Linked DNA regions of Sus scrofa: all the other regions are linked to region 1. Evidence: chromatin contacts called from public Hi-C data. All regions are on one chromosome and are shown on one strand. Each heading gives the region's core, a stretch centred on a gene start, on an enhancer-like site or on the middle of the called end of the contact. The rest is flanking DNA. Distances are from core to core; before and after follow the strand shown. Region 1 overlaps THSD4 (thrombospondin type-1 domain-containing protein 4). Region 2 holds the start of LRRC49 (leucine-rich repeat-containing protein 49). Region 3 holds the start of THSD4 (thrombospondin type-1 domain-containing protein 4).

The links. Hi-C and Micro-C count contacts between places; a contact is called where the count stands out from the background.
Region 2: a contact with region 1 is called in a Hi-C map of fetal skeletal muscle, with 2.7 times the contacts expected there. The contact joins the promoter of LRRC49 here to the enhancer-like site in region 1. A contact is called at or near these places in 9 of 47 Hi-C or Micro-C datasets (brain, embryonic fibroblasts, fetal skeletal muscle and 5 more).
Region 3: a contact with region 1 is called in a Hi-C map of skeletal muscle, with 4 times the contacts expected there. The contact joins the promoter of THSD4 here to the enhancer-like site in region 1. A contact is called at or near these places in 5 of 5 promoter capture datasets (fetal liver, fetal skeletal muscle, liver and 1 more), 25 of 47 Hi-C or Micro-C datasets (adipose tissue, alveolar macrophages, brain and 15 more) and 1 of 2 datasets of contacts at active chromatin or transcription factors (skeletal muscle).

What each region holds. Positions count from the first base shown.
Region 1 is chr1:169,008,103-169,011,479 of Sscrofa11.1, reverse strand. The region is part of intron 7 of THSD4 (thrombospondin type-1 domain-containing protein 4); the gene reads right to left. Among named protein-coding and RNA genes, the nearest start is that of NANOG, 54 kb to the left of the region's middle. Within about 2 kb of position 1,844, at least 12 of the 83 cell types and tissues checked have an H3K27ac peak or open chromatin away from gene starts, as enhancers often do. A contact at or near this core is called in fetal skeletal muscle, omental adipose tissue and skeletal muscle, where this site is marked.
Region 2 is chr1:168,551,543-168,554,919 of Sscrofa11.1, reverse strand. LRRC49 (leucine-rich repeat-containing protein 49) reads right to left here and starts at 1,559. Exons shown (of 18, transcript XM_001928481.7): 1 at 1,225-1,559; 2 at 533-589. The coding sequence starts at 1,272.
Region 3 is chr1:168,749,832-168,753,208 of Sscrofa11.1, reverse strand. It overlaps THSD4 (thrombospondin type-1 domain-containing protein 4), which reads right to left and starts at 1,806. Exons shown (of 18, transcript XM_021073924.1): 1 at 1,585-1,806.

The DNA of each region.
Region 1 (3,377 bases), core at 595-3,094:
GCTTGGGTTGTTAATAATTAATAGGTATGTAGTAATTAAGAATTCCAAACAGTTTATGTTAGGTGTGTAATCTCAATGTTTGAAAATGAGAAAAACCATAGATAATGGAAAAGAAGTGCATATAGTCAGTCAAATTTCCTCAAGTTCACTTTAGGTTTCTGTTTAATTCTATCTCTCTCTCTCTGTTTTGTTTTGTTTTGTTTTCTTGTTTGTTTTTGGGGTTTTTTTGGCTGCAGTCGAGGTATGCAGAAGTTCCCAGGCCAGGGATTGAACCCATGCTACATCTATAACCAGGGCCACTGCAGTGTCAACACCACCCAGATCCTTAACCCACTGAGCCACAAGGGAACACCTAAGTTTCTGTTTAAGATTTCAGGAGGCCTTGACCACAAACAGGACCTGGGCTCTAAATTTTTTTATTTTTGGGCGGCTCCTGAGGCAATTGGAGGTTCCCAGGCTAGCAGCTGAATGGGGGCTACAGCTGCTGGCCTACACCACAGCCCATAGCAATGCTGGATCCTTAACCCACTGAGCAAGGCCAGGGATCGAACCTGCAACCTCATGGTTCCTAGTTGGATTTGTTTCCACTGCGCCACGATGGGAACTCCTAAAATTTTAATGCTTAGTTAATCCTATTCTTGATCATTTTTTGGAAAGGAGGTTAGGAAAGCCAGTTTCTAACTTATTCTTCGGTTCATTCATTTACACATTTTTAAAACATTTATTGAATAATCTTAATAACTTAAGCACTGTGGATATAAATATGTCTAACACTGATTGACTCTCTGCCTTAGCAGCTTAGACATATGTCAAAATAACTGTAACATAATATGATAAGCATTTTAATAGGCACAAGCAGAAAGTGCTTTTAGAATCCAGTTTGCTTGGGGAAGAGATACAAGAGGGAGTCCACTGAGGGTCACACAGCTCAGGATTCCGGCGAAGTAACAGCTCTCCACCCTATTTTCAGGCTTGAATCAGGCACACGTTTGGCACAGGCGAGAACGATTTACCCAATGCAACGATTCTCTTGGTTTCAGCAAGGAACCACAGAACTCTAAGCAAAAGCCCACAAAATAAAGCCCATAACCAAATGAAAAAAAAAAAAAAAAAAAAAGGAACTTAGGGCAAAGGGCAGAGAAGCGAGCAGGGTGGTTTGGTTCTGATCAAAGCCTGAGAGCCAGCTGGGAGAGGAGGTGGGAAATCTCCACCAAGCGTGGGTGGAGTGTGGGCGCCGCATGGAAGGTGATAGAGATAAGGAGGGCAGGTGGGTGGCAGAAGGAGGTCTTTCCCCTCAACAGAAAGCACCACGGGAAACAGCACTCTGCTACTCGCTTAGCTTCTTCCTATCTTTAGCTCTGTCCGGACTCAAGAAATTCAGTGTGAGCAAAATTAAAAGCAAGATGAGGGACGCAGGAGGCTGGGGAGGTGCCACACACTCTCCTTGACCTTCCAGGCCTTATGTCCCTGGGATCTGGGCAAGAGGGCTTTACGGCCTTGTATTCTCAGCATCAACTACCCTGCCCATCTCAGCCAAAGTGGAAGAAGCTCTGTGTTGCATTCAGGACCCATTTCATTTGCTGAAAGCCAACAGATAGAGTCCCTCAATTCATTTACACATTGGTTTGAAGCACCTACTCACAAGCAAAGGGCCAGGAATTGCTCCTGGCCTGGACAGGTGGCAGGCCAGAGTGATGGGAACAAAGAGTCACAAGAAGTGGGAACAGAAGAACAGAAGCAGTGCTCCAGGGGACCAGCCAATGGCTTTTGAGCAGAGTCCACTGGGTGGCCCAAGAGTGGACATTAGAAGGGTTCTCTAGGATGCCAGGCAGTGCATACATTCTTGTGAAGGCACAGCCCTGCGAGTCTGCTAGGTCAGGGAGCAACATGTGCCAGCCCTGCCAGCACTGGGGCCCAGGAGGCCTGGCAGGAGACAGATGATGAAGGGCCTGGACTTTATTCCCTAGGCAATGGGGAGCCACTTTGCTGTACAGCAGAAATTAACACAGCATTGTAAATCAACTATATTTCAATTAAAAAAAAAAAGAGGGCTTCAAATGCACTCTTTCGCTTTAGGCAAAGTCGGGGATAGAGCACTTTCCCTTCAAAGCCTGGCTATCTATATGCAGTCTTTTGCCTAAGGCCAACATTTGGGATCCTTCACTCCCTGTCGAGAAGGAAGTGTCATCCAGGACTGCAGGATTGGAGAGGAATCCCCAAGCTCTCCAGCCCCCAGCCCAAGGACGTCTGCATTCTTCCTGCCTCTCTTCCAATTCTTGGATCTAAGACACCATAGGAGCTCCAGTAACAGGGTAAACAGGCTAGTGGGGGGAGCACTCAGCCGGGCGCTGGGATAAAACACTCCAGCTTGCTCTGGGAGGACCCGGGGGCTTTTCTGTGGCTTCGCATCCGGAGGACGCCCTTCTTCCCCAGCTACTCTTCTGTGGGTTGAGCTCATATCCTTATTTAACGCTTGTCACTTTTCATTAACTTTTGTTGCAGGCCTGGGTTTGCTTTCAACTCTCTGAGGCCAGCAGAGGCTTCCTGGAGCTATTGCAGATATAGACACCCCTGTGAGAGAGTAACAGCTGTCTCAGGCCCAAGTCAGAGAGAGATAGCAATTTGAATTCTGGGCTTCCAATCAAATATTCAGAAAAGGGCACTTTCCCCTTTGCAAGTTGCAAAGGAGACAGAATGTCAGTCTGGGAAGCAAATGTATTTCTGATTATTTAAAGTTCTAAGAGGATGGGACAGTCAGTGGTTCCAGCAGTGTCAATAAGCAAATTTCAGGCAAGTGAACAGAGAACAAATATGAAGTTAATATCAATGTCGTGCTTATAACAACAAATTCCTGTTCATTTGCTCACATCCTAGGGAATGTGCCTCAGTTTTTCAGCAATTATCATCTCCCACCTGTGCTGTCGTACACCACTGGTTTTCATCAATTACTAGCTAAGAATCCTTACCCTCGTCCTTGTAAATGTGTGTGTGTGTTTTTTTTTTTTTTTTTTTTTTTCATCTCCTCACCTCAAAGACAATGCAACACTAAGAAAAGAAGCTCCCCCAATGGAAAGAGATGATATTGCGTCTTCCTTCCAACCCATCTCACCTCTCTATATTTACATTTCTAGTTCTTTGTGGACTGTATTTTAATCAAAGCATCTTTTAAAACTTTGTGGCACAAAGTGTGATCCGTGGACCAGCAGCATCAGCATCACAGGGGAGCTTGTTAGAGACGTAGATGACTCAGACACTTTCCCAGACCTACCAATGCAGAGTCTGCCATGATTCACACTGCAGTGTGAGAACACAGCCTCAAAAGATAATGTGACTCTCACGAATTTGTAACCTGCCAAAAAACCTCTCAAATACTCTTG
Region 2 (3,377 bases), core at 310-2,809, 460 kb after region 1:
GTTTTAAGAAGGATCCTGATTCAAGAAATGCTTACATGTCAAAAAATAAAAAATAAACCTTACCTCTTGTAATTGATGAAATAAGATTCAGTTTTTACAAGAGGTGGTTTTTTGGTTTTGTTTTGTTTGATTTTTAAATTGATGTATAGTTTATTTACAATATTATGTTATTTTCATGTGTACAACATTGTGATTAAGTATTTTTATAGATGATACTCCATTAAAAGTTACTGCAAAATAATGGTTATAATTCCCTGAACTAGATACCATATATCTTTTTGATTTCTATTTTATGTATAGTAGTTTGTATCTCTTAATCCTATACCCAATTTGCTCCTCCCCCCCTTCCTTCTCTTCTTTGGTAACCACTAGTTAGCTTTATGTAGGCAGAAAATAAAATTTAGCTTTAGATTAGTGATCAAAATAAATATACTCAAAATTTCTAGTTCAGATTCTACTCTAAATCATGCTGTTTGTTCAGAATATAAAACAGTTTATATTCAATTTTAATACAAATCTGCTTAAATCTTACTTTGTTTTTTTCAGGAAGCGATGATGTCTGAATAACCAGATGAAGCCCACAATTCACCTACAATGTAAAAATTAAAATATGCTTTTAACACACACACACTCCTCCCCAAAACAGTACAGCTAAAGATATAACAAAAATTAGAATAAAATGGAATGCTTGCTTTTTGTTTCTTTTTTGTGGTAAACTATCATGTTCTGGGAATTTGCTGAAAACAATAAAATCAAGACTAAGAATTAGAAGGTTTCACTGTGGTTTATTTTCCAAAATGTCTGCAGCAATTTAACCCTCTACTTAGCACCTCAGGCTTTTGACACTTGCCATTTCAAGTCTAGGCAAATACCTCAGTGAGACAGGTGAAGGAGTTGGGGGTGCCTGTTAATAATAAATTATTTTCTTAATTTTAAAAAAAGTAATTGGCCAGTTAAAGGAATTTAAATGAACCCTAGCCTTTCACAGCAGACCAGCTCCACCTTCTGGGAAGCCCAGATCTACGACAAGACTTTGAATACCCATCACAATATAAAATACCCTCCAAGTGTCTTGGTCCAGTCCATGAATCTCAAGCCTCGGTCAGACAATAGCTTGAGTAGACTCAGCGGTCCGGGACCCAATAATACAGCCCATCACCTAGGACAAAGACGCCAGTTAGAAAGGACGCTACGAATGTGAGAAAAGTAGAAGACTCAACCTACGTTGCTCGCAGCTCGGCCAGAAACAGAGCGGTATTTTCCGGGAATCATGGCAGGAGACTGTCCAAGAAGATCTGTTAGATCTGCCTTAAAAGTGACGCTACAGCACAGATTCAAAGAGACCGAAAGGGGTCATCTCCCAGGCAACCCGCTCAGCAGTTACCATGGAAACTACCATTTCCGGTCTGGTCCTCTACCAAATCAACCGGCCAGTGCACCCGTTGGAGCCTCTGGTTATATTTGGAGGGCCCAATACGTCACTACTCCCTTGTTCTATTTTCCTGGCCAGAAAACAAGGGAGCAGGAATGTGGAGAGGAGGATAAGACCGGGAAAAGGCCGGCCACCTGGGTAGCTATGACAACCACCACTTCCGGTCCGTCCTTCTTTACGGCCCACCTCAGCTGGGCCCGCGCGAAATTTGTATCTCTGCCTGTGACCACTCTCCGGGGAGGATTGGAGGCAAGAGGAGGAGAAGGAGGATCTGCAAGAGCCTGGTACTCTCCGAGGTGGGGCCGCAGTTCGGCACTTCCGGCGGCTGGAGGTGGGGGGAAGACACGAGGCCGACGCTGCCTCTGCAGGTGAGGGCGCAGGCCCCCAGCTCCCCAGCCCCCTAGGCAGCTACTATTCCCGCCCGCTGCGTGGCCGCCCACTGCGGCAACACCACCAAGTCAGGGAAGTCGCTGTTCCGCTTCCCCAAAGACCGGGCGGTGCGGTGCAACCACTTCGTACGGGGCCGCCGCGCCGACTGGTATGGGGGCCGTGACCGCTCTGTCAATTGTTCTGACCACTTCGCTCCAGCCTATTTCAGTGTCTCTTCGGTGATCCAGAAGAACTTGGGCTTCTCCCAGCGCCTGAGACTCGTGGCGGGCGCGGTGCCCATCCTGCACTGGCTGTCCTCCCCTGCACCTAAAGGGGAAGAAGAAGGCGACCGAACGGGTGGCCCCGAAAAGGGAGAAGAACCCCAGACAGGCAGGCAGCCCGAGACCGCCCCGGGGCCGGCCTCCTGTACTGCCCTCTAAGCCAGGAAGAAGGTTGTGACTTCACAGGTAAAGGGCTTCTTCACAGTAGTCCATCGAGGGTCGTAAAAGCATCCCGGATCTGTGGCTAGGCTCCTCCATTTAGTGTCATCTTGGGAAAGTCACCTCATCTCGAAGTTTTCTATTTACTCAGTGATATCCAAGAGCCTATTTAGCACTGACACTTTGGAATTAGAATTCCTTCTACCTCCTCTTCCCCAAACTAACTCTCACTCTCTCTTCTCTCTTCCTCCCTCTCTCATCCTTCACAGTTACCTCCACTCTCTGCTCCTGAGATTTTAACAGAAAGGGTTTAATTTGAGCACATCTCAAGGAATGAGGTGTTTAAAACTATTTCTGTACAGCATAGTACATAAGCATACTGTCAAAACAATGGGGGAAGTAGAGATGCTGATGAGGTTGAGTCTTGCTGACAACCCCTTCCCACTCCTAAACTTCCTCTTGACCAGCTGCCTTTAAATTAAATCATTCTAAAGAGATGAATTTTCCTACCTTGCTCTCTTCTGCCTGCTTTCTCCGGTATTCATAAGCATTGATTATACTTATTTTGCACCGGGTCACTACTGTCTTCCCCACTTCCCATCTTAATACTTCCTAGCCTTCTTTGAGTTAGTCAAACTTCAGCCCTACCACCATAACATAGATTAAATTATGACTGTTAACTGGATCTAAAAGGTGTTCAGTTTTAGAGATAGAAAGAATTCACCAATAAATCAAATGATCTGTAAGTGACATTTTGGCTTTGAATATAAAGTGGTAGCTGTAGAATTTTAGAGCTGAAGGAAACCTAGGTGCTCATCTAGTCCAAACTCACAATTTATGCAGAAGGAAGCCAATATAGGAGGTTAATTTACTCAAGAGCCTATAATCTTTTCTCTAGGTCTAATTCCCAGATAAAATCTCCTCCTACAATACCAACCTACTTCCTACATTGGGATGGGTGCTTAAGATCCTTTAACAGTATCCTGCAATTAATAGGATGAAGAACAAAATTATTAGCACAATTTACAGGGCCCTGCATGTTTTTTGCCCCTGCGTACCACACCAGTCCTATCCCAGTCCACAGTCCTTGTTGCTCACTGTGCACCAGTTATGGTGATCTTTCAAATGTTTTATTA
Region 3 (3,377 bases), core at 557-3,056, 260 kb after region 1:
CCAGGCTGTATTTTATTTATTTATTTATTTCCTAACAGCCAGTTGGAACCATTTCTTCAAGGCAGGGGAGACTGAAATGAAGATAAGACCAATCTGGTGCCCTGCTGGGTGCCAGGCATGGAGGAGATCCCAGGAGCTCAAGGGACCAGCCCTCCCCACAAGAGGCCACCCAGATTGCTTGTTCAGTAGGGGATCCAGTATTTTGATCACCCAAACGCATTTCCAGGACCTCTGGGAAATTCCTGCTCCAGCCCTACAGAGATTTATAGGAAAGTCCCAAGACTCTCATCTGCTTCCTCACATTAATTTCAGGGCTAGGATTTTGTTTTCTAAAGGAATTCAACTGTGGTGCCAACAGAAATCTATAGGCATTGAGTAGTACTGTATCGAAATCATCTTTAAAATGTTTTCTTCTTTGTATTTTGAGACCCAATAAAATCCTATTAAGCCCAACCACTCCATCACTTTTATCAGTAAAGTAGAAGACATACGCAGGATATACAGGTTTTTAAGGGCTATGTGATCTTTGAAAAATCTTTAGCCTATCCTGTGGCTTCAGCTGTGAAAGGACAGTTGGACAGGATGATTCCTTAGAGCTCTCTCAGGTCTCTATTTCTCTTATTCCAACAGGCATCCCAGGATTGCTCCAGCTACCCTGGTCCAAGGCTTCAGATTTACTCACTGCCTGCCAAAGGACGCAGGGCTGCCTGGAGCGGGTCACAAAGGAGACGGGGAAAAAAACGCAAGCACGCACATTCAACAGGCACTAACCGAGGCCAGGGGGCGTGGGGCTGGGTGGGGACTGCTTTAGGAGACCCTGCCCCCAGACCCCACAAATTCCAGATACTAAGTGGGCCTGAGAATGACCTGAAAGCCTCTTTCCAAGTTAGAGCTGATGCTATTTCTAAGAAGCAGGAAAAAAAAAAAAAAAAATGCTAACTTCCAGATCGCTAAAGCTCCATTATGGGCTAGTTTGGGAAAAGCGAGTTCTCTAAGCGCGCCAAGAGGCTGCAGGTACTTGGGCTGCACTTGAGGAAGTGTCCGGAGTTGGCAGAAACAGCCCATCCTCTCGGGCTTCACACACAGTTTTGAGGCTTCCTAGAAAACCGTGGGGCCGAGGCCCCAGGCTTCGGCTCGACGCGCGCGGACCGAGATTCAACCAGCTCTCTCTGGCCCTGGGCGGGAGGTTGGCGGGATGGGATGGAGGCGCGCAGGCTGGGTGTGCACTCTCCTATCCCCATCTACTCCGACCAAAAGCGCTCGGGGCCCCAACTCCACGATGGCCAAGGCTGACTGTCCTAGAGTTTCCGAGTGGAGAATGGAGTGGTGAGTGCCGGCACTGGGACAGAGCGAATCCTCCAGAAAGGGAAAGGGAGGCGCAGCCGTCCGCACGGAACAGGCGCGCGCTAGCTCCCTTTGCCCGGCTCGGGCGCAGACCCCTGGCGCCCCGGACACACCCACCGCACCTCGCGGGCCACGCCAGCCCACCCGGCCGTCCACAGGGGGCCCGAGAGGCGGGCAGCGGCCGGGTCGAGGCCCCGCGGGCTGGGGCAGGGGGCGCGCGGTGCGCGCGGCTCTGCTCACCTGGCGGTTCGCGTCCCGGAGCGGCGGACGGCCGCGTAGCCTCGCCCCCGCGTGGTTCCCGGCGCCGGGCAGCCCGGAGCCCGCCGCATGGACGGCCGCCGCTGCCGCCGCCCCGCGTTCGTCCTGCACCGGCTCCCGCTGCGGCCGGGTTCAGCGTCGGGCTGCGCGGGCGGCCAGCTGCTCGGGCGCGCGCAGAGCTCTGCCTCAGAGTTTGCTATCCCGAGAGCCGGGATCCGTGCTCCTTCGCTCCCTCCTCCCTTCCCTACTCACGGCCTTTTGCTGTCATCTGGAGCCGCTCCTGCCGCCCCCTGGCGGTCACCTTGGGAAGCACCGGCCTCTCAACCCACTCCCGCACCCCTGAGGGCCCCCTTACAAGGATGAGCACCCGGGATCCCTGGATCCCCAGAAAACAAAGGTCAGCCCGTCCTGGCCGTCCTGGCCCCCAGACAGTCTAGGCCAAGGAAACTAGGGAGGAGGGTGACAAGAGTGAAAGGAAGAGTGGTCCGGGCAGGCCAAGTAAGAGCAAAAAGCGGTGAGACTAGGAGGTAAGTAAGCTAGGGCCACATGGTAGAAGGTCTTGAATTCCGCACTAATCTTATCTTGAGGTTTATAGGAGCCATTGAAGGATCGAGGCACAGGAGGAATAGAGACATCCTTGCCTTTTGGAATAACCATTCTGGCTGCAACAGGGTGAAGATGAGGCTGAAGCAGGGAGCCAGCAAGAAAGTTTTTACTGTAAACAATAGCAGAAAAGAAGCCAGTGAACTCTGAGGACAGCCAAAGAGGAGCCCGGGTCTAAAAGGCACACACAATCACAATCTCACACTCACACACAAGACCCGACTCACTGGGCTCCTTCGAAGGCAAGGGAAAAGAGAATTGGGAGCCCTCCAAATTCTAACTAAGGTTAGACAGCATGGGGGAGAGAGAAGACACTTTCTGACAGCCAGAGGGATTCAGCATTTCCCTTATCTTAGGGTAATACTGTGTGGGACGAAAAAAGCCTGCTGCAAGACAATAATAAAAATCAAACTTTGATCTATATATCCAGGCCCTTCTTTTTACTATTATTTGGTAAATACTGTCCCAAAGAGGGCATGATGAAAGTAACCCAACTAGCTAATGGCAGGAAAATTACTAGAGCCCAGTTTCCTGGTTCCTAATGCAGTGCCATATTCTTTAAATTCAAAAGCAAATGTTTAGAGCTAGTGAGGTAGTAAATGGAGTGAGTGACTGTGAGAAAATGTCCCCCCTCCCAGGAGGGGGTGGCAGTGACCTTAAATATTTGAAGAGGCTGTCCAGAAACAGGTACCCTTGTCAGCTTGTTTGTTTATGACTGTCTCCAAAGCCTGCCTGCAGGCTGCACCTGCAGACAATGGAGGTAGCTGCAGAATGTAAGCTCACTGCCCCAGAGCCAGGCCAAACCAGGGACTGGTGGGGTGTGTGGGAGCAGAGAGGAGAAAAGCGGGGCAGGTAGAGGAGAAAGTGACAACCCATGAGATTAGGCCAAAGAAAAAGCCAGTTCTGCCTGATTCAAGCTGGTTCAAATGAGATGAACTAATTCCACACTCAAACATTTTGATTGGAGGCACCTGGTATGAGTGGGATTAAGTTAATTCTGAGTGTCACGAGTCCCTTGCCTCTAACAGCTCTGGCCAGTTTAAACTACCTAAAATGATAGAAAAATTATACAACATTGTGATACCAATGCCAGTGAATTGAACACTTAATTTGGTTAAAATGGTAAATTTTATGTAATGCATATTTTACCACAATTTTTAAAAAGAAAACAA